Regions from separate parts of the Gossypium hirsutum genome. Here region 2 is linked to region 1. Evidence: chromatin contacts called from public Hi-C data. All regions are on one chromosome and are shown on one strand. Each heading gives the region's core, a stretch centred on a gene start, on an enhancer-like site or on the middle of the called end of the contact. The rest is flanking DNA. Distances are from core to core; before and after follow the strand shown.

What was found. Hi-C and Micro-C count contacts between places; a contact is called where the count stands out from the background.
Region 2: a contact with region 1 is called in a Hi-C map of leaf, with 2.5 times the contacts expected there. The contact joins the promoter of LOC121228189 here to the promoter of LOC107948066 in region 1. A contact is called at or near these places in 3 of 34 Hi-C or Micro-C datasets (hypocotyl and leaf).

What each region holds. Positions count from the first base shown.
Region 1 is chrA04:79,167,442-79,171,046 of Gossypium_hirsutum_v2.1, forward strand. LOC107948066 reads right to left here and starts at 1,578. Exons shown (of 7, transcript XR_005925714.1): 1 at 750-1,578; 2 at 459-655.
Region 2 is chrA04:80,137,536-80,141,309 of Gossypium_hirsutum_v2.1, forward strand. LOC121228189 (chaperone protein dnaJ 16) reads left to right here and starts at 1,335. Exons shown (of 12, transcript XM_041111456.1): 1 at 1,335-2,099; 2 at 2,903-3,026; 3 at 3,669-3,751. The coding sequence starts at 1,960. It overlaps TRNAQ-UUG (transfer RNA glutamine (anticodon UUG)), which reads right to left and starts at 986; the gene lies at 915-986.

The sequences.
Region 1 (3,605 bases), core at 328-2,827:
TATCTGCAGGCTACAGATAGAGAAACAAATAAAATTGATGTTGGATAGACAATTAGAAAATCCAAAATGCTATTAAGGAAATTAAACTCTCTAATCCCGCTGCAGTAACTCTTAACTTCACAATAAACAAAAATTAACAAATAATTTAGTGGGTTGCTGGCATAATAAATTTTGTTTCTCCAACTTTCGTTTACAATTAACTTATATATAAAGAAACTCTAAGAATTCTCTGATTTTCTTTCCCCCTCTCTAGGTTATATAGCTGAAAACCAAGACCTCAATGTATTTGCATCAAACAAAACAAATTAACAATCATTTCGGTAATGATAACTGTACAGAACAAAAGGGAAACCAAAGTTTTTATACTAAAACATATATCAGAAACAAAATGCAAAAGTAAAAATACACTAACCACAAAACCCCACTCCTTTTATTTTGAACTAAAACAAAGTTAATACCTTCTGCTGGTACTGCCCAACCGAGTCTTCCACCTGAACAGGCACGGAAGTGGGCACAGCGTGCACCGGAACCTGGAAAGAAGTATAAGTCCCAGCAGCAGCAGCAGCCGCCACTTCAGCAGGATCCTTTATCTCCGGCGTGGTTGTAAAATAATCCAAAGCCATAATCTTGTTAAGCCTCTCTCTCAACCCAGCATCTGCAGCAAAGAACTCTCAAATCAGAAAAGCTAGAAATTGAACAATAAGTACATAATTATAATAGCTACGAAAATGATTAGAGCGGATGAATACATGAAACGTCGGCATTGGGGTCAACAGGCTGGTCAGAGTTAGAAAGCCAAAGCATAGCATGCTGGATACAACGGTGCAAAGCGTTCTTATGAGACAAACTGGAATCAGCCGGCCGCGAAGTCAATAGTCCACTCAGCGTCGAAATCAAATCCAAATCTTTCTCGTTAAGCAGATCGGTAGCGTCGTCGGTAACGTAATCGTAAGTCAAGCAGCAGCCTCTCTCGTGGGTCCTCGTCAACATGGTGGAGGTAAAATCACTCTGAGACTTGACATCGAACAACGACCCGAAATAGAGAAGATTGAGGAGATCCTCAATGGCATGATCGGGGACATTGGGCAGTTGTTCTTGGGGTTCAGTCTTGTCAGGTTGGGCTTGAGAGGTTGTTTCTGATGATGAAACGGTTTGACGCTGTAAGGCGAGTGAGATTTCTTCGGAGACAGCGGAAGAAAGAGGCTGGAGAAGCTTCTCGAGTTCATCAATAAGGGCAGATACGGTGGGTTTGGAACGGAGGACATCTTCTTGTTCTTTGTTCAAAGTTTTGCCTTGGGAGACCGATTCTTCCATTTGGAGAATGCGGTTGTATTTCTTGCGTAGGGCACGGAGGCGTTTGTTGATGAAGCTAAGGACGGGGCCGTCCGAAACTGTGGCTAGAGAGTCGGAGGAAATAGTTGCTGCTGCGGCGGCCGCCATTGCAGGGTTGGTGTTGTTAGCGGTGGGGGATAAGAGTTCAGAGAGAGCACCACAGGGGAGGGGAGGTAGTGACGGGGGTGGAGCGGCAGGATGGGGCACTTTTGGAAAGGAAGCAAGTTAAACGGACCTTTTTATTTGAATATATATCTTTTAAGCTTAACTATGCTCCATTTTCCATTATGATATATTAAATTTATGTATATAAAAATTAAATGATTTTTACTAAATATTTCAATTATTAAAATATATTATCTTAAATTGTTAAAATTTATATAAATTTTCTAAACTTTTATAAATAATATTGTTAAAAATATAAATTTTTAATTTTTATAAAGATAATTCAAATTCAAATTAATATAAATTAAGATAAAAAGAAAGTAATATTTAAAATAAACTTGAATGATTTGATAATAATTTTAGGGTTACCCATAAAAAAAAGATAGAATATAAATTAAAGATTAAAAAGAGAAAAAATATATTTATATATTTTTTCATAACCTATGATTAGAATCAATTATAGTGGAGATTATTGATATTAGAGGTGTGCATGGCCGGGGTACGAAGGCCCGCCCGAAATGTGGGAGGGTTTGGGAAAAAATATTGGCCCAAAAAATGGGCTTGGGCAAAAAAATAAGGCCCGTTTAAAAAAAAGGGCCTGGCGTCGGGTAAGGCATTTTTGCCCTGCCCGGCTGGCCCGAATTCACTAAATGAAAAAAAAATTAATATTATTTTCTCCCTATTTGCTACTATTTTACTATTATATTGCTATTATTTTGTTGTTATTGTTTGGATATTATATAAAACTTATTTTATTGTTAATTTTTTTATTATTTTAAAGACATTTGCTAATTTTGTTATTATTTTAGAGGCATTTGCTTGTTAAATTGTATCTATTTTAGTGTTATTTAAGTATACATATTTTTTAAAATTTATTTTCAATTTGTTGAAAAATATTTATTTTGATGTTTTTAGTATTTTTGATGGTTTATATATATATTAAAATTATATAAAAATAATATAAAAATTAATATGGGCGGGTCGGGTCAGGTCGGGCTCGGGTTTTAACATTTTTATTAGGGCCGAACTTGGGTAAAATTTTACGCCTATTTTTCGGGTTGGGCCAGGCCTGGGCCTAGCAAACGGGCCTAAATTTTTAGTTGGGCCTGACCCGACCCGACCCATGCACACCTCTAATTGACATGTATGTTCTTTATTATATTAATGGGTATTTAATGTTGATATATTTTTATAAGGAGATTAGATTGAAATAATATTTATTTTAAACTTTAGTCAATAAAGTCACCTGACAAATGACTTGCGTGCCAAATGACCTTTTCTTGGCCGTGCCACATTGGAACGCTTTCTTTAATTGTAACTTTAAATTGCTATAGTATATATATATTAGACATGTTCATAGGTCGAGTTCAAAAAGTGGGAGGGTTTGGGCAAAAATATAGGCCCGAAAAATAGGCTTGGACAAATATAAGGCTCGTTTTAAAAATGGGTCAGGCCTCAGGTAAGACATTTTTGGCCCGAGCCTAGCTTGAATTTACTAAATGCCAAAAAAAAATCTGTGTAACACCCCTAACCCGTATCCGCTGCCAGAATAGGGTTTCGGAGCATTACTACCATTTGCAGATCACTTAAAAAAATTAAAATACTTACCGATCCAATGCATCATATAAAATAAATATATTACCATTCAATCAACAATTTGGCACTTGTATAAGCATCAAACAACAACATTGTTAGTATACTTGCACATATCTCATATAAATTCAACATTGATATATCTATTTTCTCGACATGTCACACTTGAGTTTAATAATAGTCTCAATTACATAATTTCCTTGTATCAACATATCAAAGATAATCATATATGTACATGTCATGAAACATATCATGCTCTTACCGTTTCTTCACAAGCATATATCATTCATTTCATTATATCAATATTTTATGCTTCATCATTTCCATATATTTTATGTATATTTATTCTGGTAATAGCTTATATCAAACTTAACATAAATTATATTCCATGTACTTATACTTATTTCGTTTATCCATTTTCATAATTATTTCATACAACGCTTTTGTACATATATTTCTATATGACCAGTTCTTATAAACATTTCACACAACCATTTCATATAACCATTCGTCAT
Region 2 (3,774 bases), core at 85-2,584, 970 kb after region 1:
GTGAATACCAACATACGTGTGTTCGGTTCGTTTATGTTCACGAATAAACTCGTTTATTGGCTCGTTTATAAGCTTGTTTATGACTCGTTTATTTATTAATGATATTTTCTTATAAAAATATTGAAATAATATCTGTGTGTATGTATTTATTTATTATATGTTTGTTTATTATTCATTAATATTGTTCGTGAACATTTTCAATTATATGTTCATGAACATGTTGTTTAATGTTCGTGAATTTTAAACAAACGAATATGAACACACATAAATTTAAATAAACGAACATGAACAAAAAATTTAAAATTTTTAACGAACACAAATTGAACATGAACAAAGGGTTGTTCGTTCAAGCTTGATTCATTTGCAGCCCTACCAATAGCAACTATACTTGAAGATTAGATTGGTTTTGATCAAACAATTATATAATTATAGGCATAATCACAATTATAAATATAAATTATAAACATTCAAAAAATTATGGGGAGGAATTCACTTATACAATGTAAAACTTAAGTTGTTTTACACCATTGATAACTTTTTTATGCTATTAATATTTTAACGATCTAATAGTTGAATTTTTTTAAAATATTTGTACTTATCATGCATGCAAAATTTTTAATCGAGTCAGTATCTACATCATATCAATCTAAAGTATTGTTTATAATAACATATATTTGATAATTGAAAGTCTTTTTTTCATAAAATAAATAGTTAAAATTTTTTAATTTATATCAAACTTGACATATATAATTTATATAACTAGAGCATGAAATATAACGGTGATTGTTAAAATATTAATCATAAAAAAATTATGAAAAAATAGAAAGCCACTTAAATTTTACTCCAATAACCGAATTATGATAAAATTAATAACCATTTTTCTTTTAAATATCGCATTTTAAGGTGAACAAAAAAGGTCCTACCGGGAGTCGAACCCAGGTCGCTGGATTCAAAGTCCAGAGTGCTAACCACTACACCATAGAACCTCCAATGCTTATAAGATATAAATCTTAATTTAAAATCAAAGTAGAGGAAATAAAAGGATTTTCAATGGGAATAAGAATAATCTGCAAGTTAGTGATCGGATGATTCTAAATCATGCAACAAGATCATTATTCACTGTTTGCAATTGAGAGAATTAGGTTCGGTAATTTATGTATTTATATAATTTTTAATAAACTAGTAATTTGTGCTATAAAAACTTCAACATCTTATGTTTTTTCATGATTTTGTTTAATTTATATATATATTTAAGTAATTTTGTGGGTACCTTTAATTATATTTGTAATTATTTTTATAATCCAATAATTTAAATAATAAAATTAAACAATTTCACTTTCTTTTTTGTATAAAAAAACAATTTCCATGTTTTTCAAAATCCCGCTTCAACGAGGAATGCAAATTATGCGCATTGCGCACCCACGTGCTCCTCGATCCCATGACACGTGCCAATGCAAGCAGATATGCGTTTGCAGACTGCAGACTGCAGACTGCAGTGCGCAGTGTGCAATCTCCATACTGCAATGGTACTGTTCAGATAAACGCATAGCCATTGAATTTTGGTTTTTGAAAATATTTATAAACCAATGACGATATAGGTTGTCTCAAATTTAAATTTAAAAAATGAATATGTTAAAATATTAACATTGCACCTAATTAATTTCCCCTCCAATTTTTCCTCCTCTTTCTTTCTCTTCTCTCTATCAAACCTCCAGCTTGGAAGTCCCATGGAGTTTCCTCTTTCTATCTTCTCTTCTCAATGCACCTGAATCTTTCCTTTTTCGCTTCTTAACCCCTAAAAAAGTCTCCTACTTTGTTGAAATGTGGTGGAGACATAAGGGAGTTAATTTCCATTCCGTTTTTGGAATTTAGTTTAAGGTTTTGGATTTCTAGGGTTTCTTACCTTAAAATAGAACAATTTTCCGGTTTAGTTTTTTGTTTGGTGGTGTCTACAGAAAAATGCCGCCACATCGATCCAAGTCGGAGAAAAACGATGGCATGGCGAAGCATCTTCGTCGAGATCCTTATGAGGTGCTTGGGGTCTTGAGAAACTCTACGGATCAGGAAATTAAGAGCGCGTACAGAAAAATGGCTCTCAAGTATGTTTAGTTTTTCTTACCTTTTTTTTTAAAAAAAATTTTAATTGTAAATTTTCGGTCTTTTTCCTTTATAAGTTTAAAGGTGTTCCTATGTTCGAATTCTTGGTGTTTTTGTTAAGAGTTTTTAGTGATTTCTTTAGGGTACATCAGGGTACACTAGTTTGAGCATATTGATAACTATGGTTAATTATAAGGTAAATTCACTTGCGTACGTGGAGTATACCAAGTATTTAGAACCGGAATTTGGATGGCATTTTCGAACCATAACTGGAGATTTATGAGTGATTGGGGTTCGGTGTGATGGTTTGCCTTCCCAATGATAGTGTGTAGGAGAGTCATTTATCAACATATAGCAATAGCTGTGGAGGACTTGGCCAAGCTTCAGATTTTTAGTGTTGGTATTTGCCAGTTAGACAACAGATTTTGCTTAGATCAGGTGTCCTATACCATGCTTGTGCAGGGATAAGCATTCGAAGCAGAATAACGCTGGCCTTTAGTGACTGGTTGGATATCCGGAATACTTGTCAAACAACAGATAAAACCATAACTAAAGTATCCAAATGATTGTTTCCAACATGTGTCCACAGAATGGTTTATTTGCCTTGATGATGCTCCTTTCCAGCAAGCAGCTATGACAAATGAAATATGTGATTTGGGACAGACAATGTATGGCATGGACTACTTTTCAGATAGTTCACGTTGGACATCTCTTGACATTAAGCATATAAAGTTCTGGTTATACACTCAAAAAACTTGCTGTATTCAGGCGGCTGTGCTATAAATGCTAATCTTAGCTCTTTCAGGTACCATCCTGATAAGAATGGAAATGATCCTGTTGCAGCTGATATGTTCAAGGAGGTTACATTTTCTTATAATATATTGTCTGATCCGGATAAAAGACGCCAGTATGACACTGCTGGTTTTGAGGTAAGCTATACATGCATCTACTTTCTGAAGAATTATTTTGCCTGATGGTTATCTCTGATTTTCTTACTGTTGCATTCAGTGATGCCAAGAGCCCAAGGCACAATCTAGGTGCTAGAACCTTTATATTGCTTGAGGTTCAAGGTGTAAAAAAAGCCCTCCTGCATGAAGTTGGGAACAACAAGTATATATGTCTGTATATTTTTGTAGCTTTGTGTATTTATAAAAAGAAAACTTAAGACATGTAATTATGATAATAAACTCTAACAAGTGGTATAAATTATCCCACAAACATGCTAGATTTTCTTTTTCTTTTATTGGCCAATATGCAGCTCATCATTCCCTTTTTTACTGGTAAAGATACAGTTAATTGAACACAATAAATGTTTAATTGTTAAAGAGAACTTCAGGCAGGCGATCCTTTTCTGCCTAGCACCTTATAAAAAGTGTTAGGTGCATTTAGCATGCACTTCATCAAAGTGTCTTTCATGGTTAAGGCACAGCACCTTAGCAACACTGGTTGCACTTGGAGGCTTTAGAGAATCCTGTTCTTCCACTTTTAAAACTGTTAAAGTTCCATCTTGCATGACCGAGCTTGATTGATAAAGCATTAAATTTAATTGATGACGTTCTTTCCTTGAATAGGCTGTTGAAGCTGATAACCAAGAATTGGAGCTAGATCTTTCAAGTTTGGGGGCTGTGAACACCATATTTGCTGCACTTTTTAGGTAACTCCTTGTCCTTATTATAT